4 separate regions of the Sus scrofa genome follow, and regions 1, 2 and 3 are each linked to region 4. Evidence: chromatin contacts called from public HiChIP or PLAC-seq data. All regions are on one chromosome and are shown on one strand. Each heading gives the region's core, a stretch centred on a gene start, on an enhancer-like site or on the middle of the called end of the contact. The rest is flanking DNA. Distances are from core to core; before and after follow the strand shown. Region 1 holds the start of LOC100737600 (DBIRD complex subunit ZNF326). Region 2 holds the start of GTF2B (transcription initiation factor IIB). Region 3 holds the start of KYAT3 (kynurenine--oxoglutarate transaminase 3). Region 4 holds the start of LOC100523310 (guanylate-binding protein 6).

What was found. HiChIP or PLAC-seq counts read pairs in DNA pulled down with a chosen protein or histone mark.
Region 1: a contact with region 4 is called in an H3K27ac HiChIP or PLAC-seq map of alveolar macrophages. The contact joins the promoter of LOC100737600 here to the promoter of LOC100523310 in region 4. A contact is called at or near these places in 3 of 5 promoter capture datasets (fetal liver, liver and skeletal muscle), 3 of 47 Hi-C or Micro-C datasets (heart right ventricle, retroperitoneal adipose tissue and skeletal muscle) and 1 of 2 datasets of contacts at active chromatin or transcription factors (alveolar macrophages).
Region 2: an H3K27ac HiChIP or PLAC-seq map of alveolar macrophages shows a contact between it and region 4. The contact joins the promoter of GTF2B here to the promoter of LOC100523310 in region 4. A contact is called at or near these places in 1 of 5 promoter capture datasets (liver) and 2 of 2 datasets of contacts at active chromatin or transcription factors (alveolar macrophages and skeletal muscle).
Region 3: an H3K27ac HiChIP or PLAC-seq map of alveolar macrophages shows a contact between it and region 4. The contact joins the promoter of KYAT3 here to the promoter of LOC100523310 in region 4. A contact is called at or near these places in 5 of 5 promoter capture datasets (fetal liver, fetal skeletal muscle, liver and 1 more), 25 of 47 Hi-C or Micro-C datasets (adipose tissue, alveolar macrophages, blood and 14 more) and 2 of 2 datasets of contacts at active chromatin or transcription factors (alveolar macrophages and skeletal muscle).

What each region holds. Positions count from the first base shown.
Region 1 is chr4:126,702,479-126,705,628 of Sscrofa11.1, forward strand. LOC100737600 (DBIRD complex subunit ZNF326) reads right to left here and starts at 1,505. Exons shown (of 9, transcript XM_021090831.1): 1 at 1,395-1,505. It overlaps LOC110260386 (DBIRD complex subunit ZNF326-like), which reads right to left. Exons shown (of 4, transcript XM_021090293.1): 4 at 1-3,150.
Region 2 is chr4:127,521,003-127,524,337 of Sscrofa11.1, forward strand. GTF2B (transcription initiation factor IIB) reads left to right here and starts at 1,800. Exons shown (of 7, transcript XM_001929406.6): 1 at 1,800-1,952. The coding sequence starts at 1,936.
Region 3 is chr4:127,449,574-127,452,821 of Sscrofa11.1, forward strand. KYAT3 (kynurenine--oxoglutarate transaminase 3) reads left to right here and starts at 1,902. Exons shown (of 14, transcript XM_001929384.5): 1 at 1,902-1,983.
Region 4 is chr4:127,175,440-127,178,853 of Sscrofa11.1, forward strand. LOC100523310 (guanylate-binding protein 6) reads left to right here and starts at 1,898. Exons shown (of 11, transcript XM_005663706.3): 1 at 1,898-2,127.

The sequences.
Region 1 (3,150 bases), core at 255-2,754, 470 kb before region 4:
ATTTGGAGTCTCATTAAGAAAAAAATCATTTGCCTAAAGTAATAGCATGGAAAATGTTAACTGTTTTCCAAATTTTTAAAACTGGAATCGATTTTCAATTTCGAAGCCCAAAACCTATTACCCCAACTATTTTCAATTAATCCACGATCGTAAGGCATGGTGGACTAGCAACACAGCAGTTGCTGACACCTGTGTATTATGCTTAGGAACACCTGTCTAACCTAGTAACCTTGAATCATTTAGTGTTTCCAGGTAATTTACATAGTCACATCAGAAAAATCTTCATTAATTAGCCATTAAAGGTGCAATGCATTTTATATAAGTAAAGAGTAACTGTTATAAATGCAAAATTTCTAGACAAGGATGACAGACTACACTGAGGTACCAAAGGCTAGTAAACAGTCCAAAATATGTGCCCTACTACGTTTTTCATCAGAAGTACTTTCCTCTGCAAAGAGAACACTAAGAGCAACTGACTGTTTAAGACAAAAAAAAAAAAAAAATTTACATTATAGCAAAAATACAGTATTCTTTATAGGATCAAACGACATAGTAACTCCACAATCTACATATACTTCCTAGGAAAAATTTCATGTCAACCAAGCTACCTAAGAATGTAAGGCAGAATCCTTATCCTACACATCCTAAAATTACATTCGTAAAGACTAGTATATTTACCGGTTTAAGCAGTAATTTACAAAATATTACTTCCTTGGAAGGAGCATACACATGTTTGTACAGGGAGGAAGTTATTTCTCAATAGGAAAACTAGTGACACAGGGAAAACACAACACCCAGCAGTAGGACACACTGTCAGAGAGTGAGTTAGCAAAATGGAACTGACCGCAAATCATCTACAACCCACTAGCGTTTCAAGGTCTTCACCATGTAAACATGGCGACACTGCCCTCATCTGTCACCGACTTTGAGTCTCTCGTGCTTCATGGGAAACATGAAGCTCTGAAGAAATTCTACGTGCCAGAGTTTAGCAGCAAGGCAGACACGTGTGATCATACATTGCACCTTTAACCTACTCAGAAACTCCAAGGTTCATTACTTTGCAGCAGTCCAAGCGCTGTCCCACCAGCGAACTGCTAGTGTTTACAAGGCAAAATGCAACTCCTTTTAACCCCTTTTAGACCAAACCTGATGTCCTCACCTTTTGAATAAAGGGAGAGCTGGCAAAACTTTAGGAGGTCCTCTCACACTGCCACGTATTTTCTGAGGTGCTAGAGAAACTTGTACAGGCGACCTAACAATTATGCTCATGACTTAGCTTTGGCTTCACAACACACTGGGATGAACAGTGTTTGTTCTAGTTGCAAACCATGGTCTTGAAAGGGTTTAAAAGAGTGACTAGTGAAAAGAATCTGAAAAGATTCTGTTGTACTTACTCCTCGGCCTCGGCCTCTGCCTGTTGATGGTCCTCCAAAAGCATCATAGTTTCTGCTTCCAAACGCACTTTCAGGATAAGCAGGCGTTCCTCTCCCCCGAGAGCCTACAGGTGCAGGCTTCATATGGGGTGAAGAAAAACTGCTGTAGGAAGAGCAACCCTCTCTTCCTCTGTCCTCCATAAACCCAGGCCTCAATTTTGAACGGGAGTAAGGTGCTTCCCAGCTAGACCCGCCCTGGCTTCTACCTCCGAAAGAGTCAAGGCTATTCCGGTAGGAGCTCTCAAATCGACCACCATAACTACCTCCGAAGCGGCTTTGTTCGGGTTCATTAAAACCATAGCCAGATCTGTACAGATCTCGCCCACCCAGAGAAGACCTGGAGTCGTAAGACTCATAAGGTCCAAACCTGGAAGAGTTGCACAGTGAGGGAAAAAACAAAAGTAAGCTTACTAGTGTTAGACAATATTCAAAAGACAAATTATCAGATGACATTTATCAACCAAAATGCATTTACCACATACTGGTTTGCACAGTTCTGCTTTGGTTCACACTTGATTAGGGCTGGGCACTTCAGCATGAGACCAGATAGAAAGCTATCTGAGTCAGTGTTTGGATATGAATTGAGTCAAGTAAACCTTGGCTTAGACGTCTGCTTTTGGCAGCTTTCTACTTTGTTAAAAGGAACGATTTGTCTGTCATTATCGAAGCCCAGCCCTAGTCTTGGAAAAAGTCATTTGCTAACGTTCACAAACTACTCAAACTTTCTTTGAATCCACCCCTGATATTAGAAAATACAAAATAGTTACAATACTTTGGCTTTCAGTAGGGACACAAATTGAAGACTACACAGATGTAGGCTATTTGTGACACAGAAAAGATCCGTTCGTACCCCCATAATCTATATCACAAAACTGCTTCATTGCATCTATAGCAGTCAAAATTGGGAGCATTATGTGGTTATAAAACTTCAGTTACAGTCAATAATCAATCCTCAGTCACTTTTCACTTATAGGCTAATAAATCTAACAAGTCTAGAAGGATTAAGCACATAAAATAGAACATAAAAGACCACCAACATATATCCTACGCATATGAATTTTCAAGGCAGATTAGAAAGAATACATTTTATGACGTCTTTGATTATTTGAAAAATTGTTCCCTGGCAGAAAATTATCACATAAAACTACTCTAAAAGAGGAGCACACAGTCTCCTCAAGGTTTCAATAGAGTCAACAGAAGAAACCAGCTTCCTCCTCACCAAAGCATGAATTACGAAGGCTGCTTATCCTACGGTGTTGTTTTAAAAGGCCCACGGTTACACATGCGCAAGGTGAGAACTTCTCCGCACCTTTACGCATGTGCTTACGTGCACTATGTGACAGGCAGGAGCTGATACGGAAACACACGTAGATGGCTTACGTTGCCTCAGTTATTTACAGGTCACTGAATCGAAGGTACTATTTATTTCTGAATCCTAGTACCCGTGTAAAAATTACTCCTTTTTTCCGACTAGATTTTTCAAACCATCTATCACTTAAGCCAAATTGGTGGATCTATCTATTTGCTTGATTTTTCTCTGCTATGAACCAAAATGGTACACTTGAAGCAGAAAAAAAGAAAAGTCGGCATCATTCAATCCATCCTTAAGGAATCCAGATCCTTCAATTTATGAAGGACAGTAGCTTCAAATGTTTCCTAACCAGGTCTACTTATATTTAGTAGGACTCCTGTGCCTCAGAAAGTAGACTCCCTCGGC
Region 2 (3,335 bases), core at 550-3,049, 350 kb after region 4:
TTTAAAAAGTGAGTTAGTTTAAATAATTGATTGAAATAAATCAGGTTAATTAATTCACATCATTAAGTTAAATAAAAATGATTATATGAACAACTCCTAAGTTTTGGTAAATGCTAGTCTAGGTCATTGACTCCTAGGTGACAAAACCCCAAGTCTGTGTGTTTCAATCTCAGGATCAGATACAAAGATTAAGTGGGATAATGTTGATGAAATGCTTTGTAAATTGCCAACGCTATACTAACAAGAGAAGAAGGAATGGCCTACCTAAGCTGCTTCTATTTTAATATAAAAGTCATCCTAAGTAGGTTATGACAGATAAGAGATTCTTCAGGTGGGGCAGGTGTAATTTAACCAGTTGCCCAGCTTCCCTCCTCTGGGGTTTCACTTTCTCTGATAGCTTCTTCCTTCATGTAATGCCCACCCTAAACCACCGGGTGGTGGGTCCTTATCTTCACGCTCAAGAGTGCCCCCCTGGTTCCCTTCCTCCTCCTCTCACCCTTCTCCCAAGGCAAGAAGCTCTGCTATGGAAACTTCTGCCAGATTGGGGCGCAGCACCTGCAAGCCCTCTCCTGGTAACATTTGGCACAGCTGAGATGAATTGGCTTTTTGTGTGTGCGCTTTTTAGGGCCGCACCGGCAGCATATGGAGGTTCCCAGGCTAGGGGTCAGATCGGAGCTGTAGCCGCCCACCTACATCACAGCCACAGCAGTGCCAGCTCCTTAACCCACTGAACAGGGCCAGGGATCAAACCGGCTTCCTCATGGATGCTAGTCAGGTTCGTCAACAGCTGAGCAATGACGGGAACTCTGGTGTTTTGAAGCTTTACCAGATATTGTGGGAGAAAAGCCCCCACAAAAATAGTCAGGGTTTTTAATTGCAGAGTTAGTTGGGAAGACCAAAAAAAAAGCTCCCCCATCCCCACTCCTATATGAGTTCCTAAACTTCTCCCTCTTACACACCTTTTTCTTTCTAAGGAAGCAAGACTTCCCCACCTTTCAAGGAAACAACGTTTGCCCAGTGGTGTCAGTTCCATGCCCCAAAGAACAAAGCAGCCGCAGTATTCTAAGTGCTCATCCCCACAGAAACCCTTTTCCCTCTATTCCCACTGGGCCAAGGGTAGTTTGTTTTCAACGACGTAGTGATAGTGTTGCTGTTGTTTTTATTAATTTTGTGCCATTAGTTTGGGTATTTAATAAATTTAGGGACTTTTGGGGTATCTGAACGTTCTGGTAAATTCTCTGTATTTCAGCTATGCCCAAGTTGCAAAGACCATGACAACAACAGGAAGGTAAGGCCCGCATCTCCCTGCCTCACGGGTGCACAATGCTCTCCCACAGTTTGTTTCATCTCCTGCCAATTCTAAAAGGGTACACAAGGCAGATGCTATTGCCTCTTGCCCCCAGGTGCGAAGGGCGAAGGAAGACACAGCTTGCTAGGGGATGACTGAGCCTGAACTGACATCTGGGCTGACCTAAGTGCATTCCTCTTTATTCCAAATACCTAGGTGGAATCGCCCTCTGGGCAAGTAAGAGCTGAGCGCCGACTCCCGGCGGGGGAGGGGTGGTTAGCCCTGGGGGGTGAGGGCTTTGCCCCCTCCAAAGCCCGGGTTGTCCTGGTGTTTTGACCCAGCCAAGTTGAGGGTGTCAGGTGTAGCCCGTTTGCTGGGGCCCTTGAGCGTTTTCCTGAGTAGTTGCCTCGATGTGCCGGCGACCGGGAAACCACCGAGACCGAAAAGGAAAATGAGAAAACGCAAAGCACGTGGCGTCCAGGAGCTCACTTTCTTGGCCCTTCTCCCGACCCGTAGCCGCGCCCGATGACGCCTGCGTGGACGGCTCGCCTATAAAAGCTCGGCTCGCCGCGTCTCGTCGCCGCAAGCGCTTCCTGTTTGCGGGCGTCCGTCGTCGTCGCCGGTCGGGAGCCGGAGGGGCCGTGAAGATGGCGTCGACCAGCCGGTGAGCCTGCGGGGGGCCGGGCAGCCGAGGCCGGGCGGCGGGCGGGCCCCCAGGGCCGGGGTGCGGGGACAGGCGGCGGGCGGCCGGCCGCCGGGACAAAGGCGCTTCCCGACGCGGGGGCGGCGCGGGGTACCGGCCGCCGGCGCTTCCCTGTCTGGGGCTCCCGGGTCCCGGCCCCGGCCTCGCGTCCTCTGCAGCTGGTCCAGCCGTCCTGTCTTGTTCGGCTAACTTCTTGGCCTGTTTTCCGTCTGCGGCTCCACCAGCCCGAGGGGCCGTGACTCCTCCTCCCCGAAGAGCGGGAAGGGTCAGGTCCAGGCCGCCGGCGACCTGACAGCCGGAGGGTTGGGGCGGACGGCCGTCCCTGGCGTCCCGCAGGTGCGCGGTGGGAGCCGGGGCCTTTCTGAGCGAGGCTGCGTTCTCTCGTGGGAGGCTCCTGTCCGCACGTCTTCTGCGTTCTGCTCCGGAAAGGCTTGCCTGCGGAAGACGACCGACGTGTGCGGGGAAGCCTCTCTTCTGTAGGTTTTGAGCGTGGTGTAGTCCAATCTGCAGGAAATGGATGCAGTGCCATGGAGACGGCCCTTAGTCCTGTGACCTGAGAAATGCTTGCAGACCCTAATTGCCTCCCTCGTGACCACTGTGAGGTAGATACTAGGGTTTGTGCCCAAGCGTAAATACACCGAGTCGTACCAGTGGTGTCTCTTCCGAGGTTAATGTGAGAACAGTGTAGCGTCTCTTTTCTGTTACCGTACTTGGCCTCTCGTTACTCAGAATGTATTGAAAGTATCAAATCCAGTTCTGTAGCTTCTAGAAGACAGGCACCTCTGGCATGATTTTTCTGAGCTTGGTATCGTCTGTGGCGTTGAATTCCCTGTGAAAGCCATTATCACAAAATAGGAAGCTGGAGAAATCCAGGCCCTTTCTGGTGACGGCCAAGGCCCATTACTTTTTGTTGCTGTATTTCAGCAAGGAGGGAGGAGGAGAGGGCTTTAGCTAAAACAACTGGAGGCAGCTCTCAAAGCCAGTGACACTTGTTTACTGATTGTACTTCTGGGATTGAACGTTCTGTCTGGGTGTGGCTCTGTCAGGTAAGGCTTCCTTGTAGGTAAATGGAGAACGAGCTTCCCAAAGACACCTGAAAACAGCTGACAGTCTGCTGGGGCAGTCGGTGGGAAAGGGGGTCACAGTGGGGCTTTTGTAGATAACAGAGCAGAAACTTGTGTTTGAAGGAAATGTTGTAGCAGCTGGATGCAGCACATTCACTGGATGGATTTTTTACTGAAAGAACACATGGCACGTGTCCTCTCTGTGCCCTCATTGTCTCCATTTGTTAAAAACGTCCTTGAAATACGTTTCTCGGGGCATGTCCGGATCTTAAATATGTCA
Region 3 (3,248 bases), core at 652-3,151, 270 kb after region 4:
GGTGAGGAAGCGCACCACCCCAGCCCTGTTCCCTCCCCTGCCCACCCCAGGCCCACCCCAGGCCGGAGAGCCTCACTGCTCCTTCTTACGCCCCAACAGATGCTCCCGCTTCTACCCGCACCTCCCTCCAAGTCTCTTCTCCGAAGAAACGATAGTGTCCTTCCTAAAATGTGATGAAGATTTTCTGGTGGCTGCTTCAGAATAAAATCAAAGTTCTGGGGCCTTCAGGGCTCTGCATGATCTGGTCCTGTCTTCCCCCCCACCCCAATCTGGAAGCGCGTAGCCCTGGATGACTGTGCTTTAGACACAGGGGTCTCCCTCTTCGTCCTTGCATGCCCAGTTTGCTCCCATACCAAGGCTTTTTCAACTGCCATTTTTCTGTCCAGAATCATTTTTGGCAAAGTCGTCTCTTCATCATTCAGTTCTGGGTTCCACTGTTCCCTCCTCAAAAGAAGCCTTTTCTGACTCTCCTAATTAAACGACCCGCAGTCTCCCATCCTCACGGCTTCGTCCACAGCACTCAACACCATTTCAAACCATCATACACATTTGCTTGTCTCTGGCCTTTTCTTCCTCTTAAAGGTTGGAGACACACGCTCTCTCTGCCCATTTCCCCCAGAAGCCTGTGCACCTCTGTTCTCAATTCATGCATGTTACACGTGAGAAAAAGAAACACCGTACCTGGCATCAGAAATTGAGCAAACACTTACCATTAAGACTTCACTGTTGGGAGGCACGGATGGCGGAGCTCCTCCAGGAAAGTACCGCAATCTAAAAGGACATCAGCATCAGTCAGTCTCTGACTACGAGGAAGGGGCATAACAGACAAGATCCATTAATAGGGATCCCTGAATAGGGATCTCTTCTAACACTCTATTATTCAAACGACCCAAGGTTCCCAAGGTGTGTTTTCTCCCTCTTTGTAAAGTTATAAAACCAGCTTTTGGACTGCAGTTGTGCTCCTGGTGGCCTTTTGGTTGAAGAGTATTGACAAACGAATGCCCTGACAGTAGCTCACGATCTAGGGGTGAGATTCCCAACTGCACACAGCCAATTTTCCATCCGCCTCTGAAACTCGGCGAACCTAGTTCAACCAAAAGTTATCTCTCTCCTTTCCTCCGGACGTGAATAACAATGCTACCTCCCCTCCCACTCCTTCTATCCTCCCATCTTCTTAAAATTGGAAAGGAAGAAAATTGAAGCATGAAGCTCGATGCTTAATACAAGGCTCTCCTTTTGCTAACACCGCCTTCAAAAACGAGTAATTCGTGGTGTTCCTGTTTCTCTTGGCCGATTTTCCTTCCCTTTTAAACTGTCATTGATTTTCCTCCTCAGTTCCACGGCCCCTTCATTCTGTCCTCTGATCACACCCGCTTTTACTGTTCAGGAACGTAAATTCCTCTCTGCTTTTTTTCTCACCCCCACCCCAGGAGATAAATACACCCACGCGCCCTTCTGCACACTCTCCTTAGCCTTGCCCTCTCTGCACCGGCTAACATCTCGATAAATACAACCCTCCCCTCGCCTAAGCCCTGGGACCCGACAACCGGCTTTTCCTTCCAAATCTGCCCGCGTCCTATCACTGGGCCAACCCAACCCATCACACACCTCCAATTAGGGCTCCGGACCTCAGCGTCGCACCCCATCTCGGACCACATTCAAGACCCCGCCCCGCCCCCCTTACCCGGAGGAGCCACGTCCCGCAGCCCGGATCCTGCCCCACACTCGTCTGGCCTCCATCCCCATCCTGTCGGTCCGGAGGGGCCGAGCCCGCAGCCCATCCCCGGCCACATCTCCCTTCCCTCTTCCTCTCCTCCGGGTCGCTTCCCCGTCCGACGGTGCCCCGCCCACTACCCGGCTGACCCTCAGCCAATCCGCGCTCTGACTCCCGGCCAGGCCCCGCCCCACGTCGGAGCGCCCCGACGCACTCTCCAGTTCTCGCGGGACTTGGGCCACGGAAAGCGAGGTGTTCGCGGAAGGGATGTGAGTGGCGCGTCGGTAAGGTACGGGTGCGGGGAGGCCGTGGCCGCCTGGGCTCCGCGAGCGGGGCCGCGAGAGGAGGCGGGAGGGAGGGGGCCGCTGGGTGCGCGCGGGGGCCGCGCCTGCGGGGTGGGAGGAAGAGCCGGGCTGGACTCGGCTCAGGATTGGACTCGTGTCCGGCTCCGGGGCGCGCGGCCGGTGCATACGGCCCACGCGGGCCTGGAGGAGTTTGCTGCGGAGGAGGCGCCGAGGTGCTTGGCCTGCGGGTGGGACCCTGGGCCCCTCCTCGTCCGCCCCTTTCGCGCTGGATTTGGCAGTTGGGGCACTTCGTGGACGGTGAGGGAAGCTGACGCCCACTCCAGTTGGCAGCAGTGGGGATTCTTCATGCGAAGGAAAACAGCTGTCAACTTGCCGCAGAAACGACTCTTAGGGGAGCCCATAGTTTCTCAATCAGAGCGGAAAGCTGTCCAATTTGTTGCTTTTGGCGCCTGCCACCCAATTTTTCCGTCTTGCAGGCTCCTTCTTTGCTACCTGAGGGAGGAACTTGGCAGCTGCTCCTTCCACAGCCCCCTGTACAAAGTCCTAGCTCCCCTGGGCCTGAGACCCAGCTGCTGCAACTTAAACACCAGTCAGACCTGTTGCTGCCTTCTACGAAATTTGTAATAAGTTACCCGGACTCCCTTTTCACAAAACAGCTTTTCAGAAACTTGCAAAAGCACGTGTCCTAACTTGTCTTGTGCCAGCTAAACCTACCTGATTTTCCCCACTCTTGCTCCGATGACATGGCTGTAGAAGTGGACTAAAGTCCAGAGCATGAAGCAGAAATAAAGCTGTTTGTGGTAACTCTTAACCAGGTTTGTGCATTAATTAGCACTACCTCTTTTCACTGTCACCGCACCTTAATCTTCCTTGAGCTTGCAGTTAACCTGAACATCCTGGACTTTGTGACATTATCAACTGATTCCTTCTGCCTCTCCTTCCCACATGCAAAGTCATTATCCACTGATCATTTGGATTGAAGTCTACAGCTTCAAACGTCTCACAGTTCTTTTGACGGCTTTACTCACCTTTCGCCCTGGATCCTCCAACAATTCATCAGCCTTCTCAGCCTCAGGTCACCCCCAGCTATGCCATACATATCTTCTGTATCTTCATTTTAAACCATCTCCTCCAGAGATAATAGCACAGTTTTCTCTTGATCATGGGTATATGACTGCGGAGTTAATCCTAGATATACTATATGCCATAATCAGTTTTATTAGATCACC
Region 4 (3,414 bases), core at 648-3,147:
CCAAAGGCTTGGACTCAAGGAAGAAAGCAAGGCATTACACGAACGCATGAAGCTGCGCCCTGTGGGGAGTGGACACCTCCTTTGGAGGAGGGCAAGCCTCTCACTCCTGGATTCAGCAGGTGGGATCAGAATGGGCCCTCTCAGGTGTCCAGGTTGGCCTTCATTCTGGGCATCAGGGGCCCCTGATGAGTTATCGTTAGGAATGTGGTCTCTTCTAAAAACTATGGACTGAATTACACACTATGGTTTGGTAGCTCCCCTGCCCCCGCTACTTTAGGGCTGCACCTGCAGCATATGGAGGTTCCCAGGCTAGGGGTCGAATTAGAGCTGCAGCTGCCAGCCTACACTACACCCACAGCAACGCTGGATCTGAGCCGCATCTGCGACCTACACCACAGCTCACGGCAACGCCGGAACCTTGACCCTCCAAGGGACACTTGGTCACATCCTCCCAGCACCCCTCCAAGGGACACTTGTGAAGTGCACTCGAGGAGTTCTTCAGAACATGCATGCTGGGACGTGTAACGGTAACCAGCTCAATAATTCGAATTTTGACTTTTCCACTTTCTCTCTCCTACTCTCCCTTTCCCCCTTCTCCCTTCCTCTGGCTTCCTGCCGTCACTTCTCAGATAACTATGTGCATCCAAGTCTCTTTTTCTGGGAAGGAAAACCCAAGAGGAAACATTCTCTTCATCAGAGCTTATGACCTCACTACTTCTCTCTTCATCTCAATTAACCTTTTTTTTTTTTTCATCTTTTTGCCTTTTTCTAGGGCTGCACCCACAGCATATATGGAGGTTCCCAGGCTAGGGGTGTAATCGGAGCTGTAGCTGCCGGCCCACACTAGAGCCACAGCAACATAAGATCCGAGCCGCGTCTGCAACCTACACCACAGCTCACGGCAACGCCGGATCCTTAACCCACTGAGGGAGGCCAGGGATGGAACCCGCAACCTCATGGTTCCTAGTCGGATTTGTTAACCACTGAGCCACGACGGGAACTCCCATTACAATTAACCTTTAAAAACCTATATTATAGTCAATATTAGGAAACACATAAGAGGCAAAATTAGTATTGCATGATGTGAGATATGGGTGAGTTCAGTCAAGTACTTTTCACAGGAAAATTCCTCTCTTACCAGATAAATTATGATTTTTGAGTTACCACGTGGTGGCAGTGTCTGTTAGCCTTTGTGTCTTAGATTTGGCCTGTGCTTCTTCCCTGGGAAGCTGATGTTGGAGCCTAGAGAATTTGTCTTGCATGTTACAGTTTGGTAGAGTTTATAGATTCTGTATGCTATAGTAGAATTATGTAAATTGTAGTGTCTGTTTCTACCAGTTCTTCTCCACCTTTTCTTTTTTAATTGCTTTTTAGGTCCAACGAGAGGAGAAATTGTTGTATGAGAGACAGGAAAGAACTGTTGCAACTGCAGTCTTTTTTTTTTTTTTTTTTTTTTTTTTTTTTTTTCAGGGCCGCACCTGCTGCATATGGAGGTTCCAAGGCCTGGGGTCCAATCAGAGCCACATCTGTGACCTACACCACAGCCCACAGCAACAATGAATCCTTAGCCCACTGGGTGAGGCCAGGAATCAAACCTGCATCCTCATGGATGCTAGTTAGACTCGTTTCCGCTGAGCCACGACGGGACCTCCAGATTTAAAATTTTAAGAGCTCTTCATGAACAAGGGCATCCAGGGATCCACACTAAGAGAAAAATGCTTGAGATATGCTTGGCTTATACAATTTTGCTAACATTTGTGCCATGATTTTCTCCTTTCCTGTTTGCCAAGGGAACTTGTGCCACCCTAAGCAAACTTACACGTGGGGAGGCCCAAGGAAAGCTGGGGCGTGTGCTCAGAGGTGATGCTGAGCACTGGCCTTTCGCAGCCTCCTCTCACCCTGCGCCATCACCCCCGTTGGTGCTGTGCTCGGTGCTCCTGGCGTGACTCTGCGAAGGCAACAGCAGCACGGATCACTTTCATTTTCACTTTGAAGACAGCTCTTTACTGGGAGAGAGGACGAGCTTGTTCAGTCTTTTTTAGCCTTGACACTGGAGGGAGAGAGAGGTGGAAGGAACAAGTGAGACAGGCCACCGGAACCATTCTTGGACCCTTGGGGGTGGAGCAGGTATGTCCCTCTCTTTCGTGTGCAAACCAAGGTTGATTTCGGACTCAAAGTGACAACCGAGGAAGGACAGGAGTCCTGGTGTCTGGAGGGCAGGGGTCTGAGGCTGGCTTTAATCCAAGGGTGGGGTGGGGGTGGCGGTGGGGGAGGTTCAGCTTCTCTGGACCAGCAGGGGCGGCAAAATGAGGGTCAGGCACCGTGTGTCCTCCTGGCTGTCCTGCTCCTTGGCAGGGTCCTCATGGGAGTTGTCTGCCCTGCTTTCAAGCTCGGCGACTGGCAATAGAATTCAGAGAATAAGACAGTTCCTGCCAAGGAGGTTATAGGACTTATCATGTAAAGAGGTAGTTTCATTTTCATCTTTCTATTAGTCATACTTCCGAAAGCTTCACAGTGAGAGCTTTGTGAATATCTCTGTAGAGACAAATTTGGTCCCCACAGTGCTGAGCTTTATTAGTTAAAAATCACCATCTCTGGAGTTCCCTTGTGGAGCATGGGTTAAGGCTCTGGCGTTGTCACTGAAGTGGCTCGGGTTGCTCCTGCAGAGTGGGTTCGAACCCTGGCTGGGGAACTTCCACCTGTCCCGGGGGGGTGGGGGGCAGCCAGAAAAGATGACAGTCTCATCAAAACACTCTTTCTCTTCCTCTTTCTCTCTCCCCAGCTCCCCGCCCCCCGCCCCAGTTCTCTCTCTCCCCCTCCCTCTTGTATTTGCGGGTTGGTTTTCCATGGTTATATTCTGGTTATTTAGTCATTTTTCGCATTTAGAACATGTATAAGTCTGGATTTAACAATCCCTTTAGATGATTCTTCTGCAGATCAAATTTTGAAAACCAATCCTGAGCAGGACTGAAAAGCTGCATTTTGTGAATTTGAAGCTTAAAATTCTGTGGCTCATTCACAGCTAAGAAATCACGGAGCTGTTTTGCTTCTTTGGGGTGGAGTGTGTCTGTGTCTTTAGGAGCCAAGCGAGCAAAAGGGAAAGGACTCGCTCGGAGAAGAGTGCGCATGCTCGGAGCGAGGGGCACCCCCCAGGGCATGGTGACCCCCCCTTCCGTCTATTTCTAGTCCTGCGAGTGGTGGGCGGTTTTGATTCGGGGTTGAATGGTGGAGGGAGGACAGACCTGGCTGCAGTTGCTCCTCTTGCATCTTCCTGCAGCTTCCTCGTTGTCTCCTTAGAAGGGCTCCGGGGCTCGTGCTTTACCTCTGTGTATTCTGACGCCCCACGCGGAAGAACGAGCCGAAAGGAGCTGGGGCAGGGGCAGTGTTTGACTTGGCTGCTTTCTTTGTGGACCT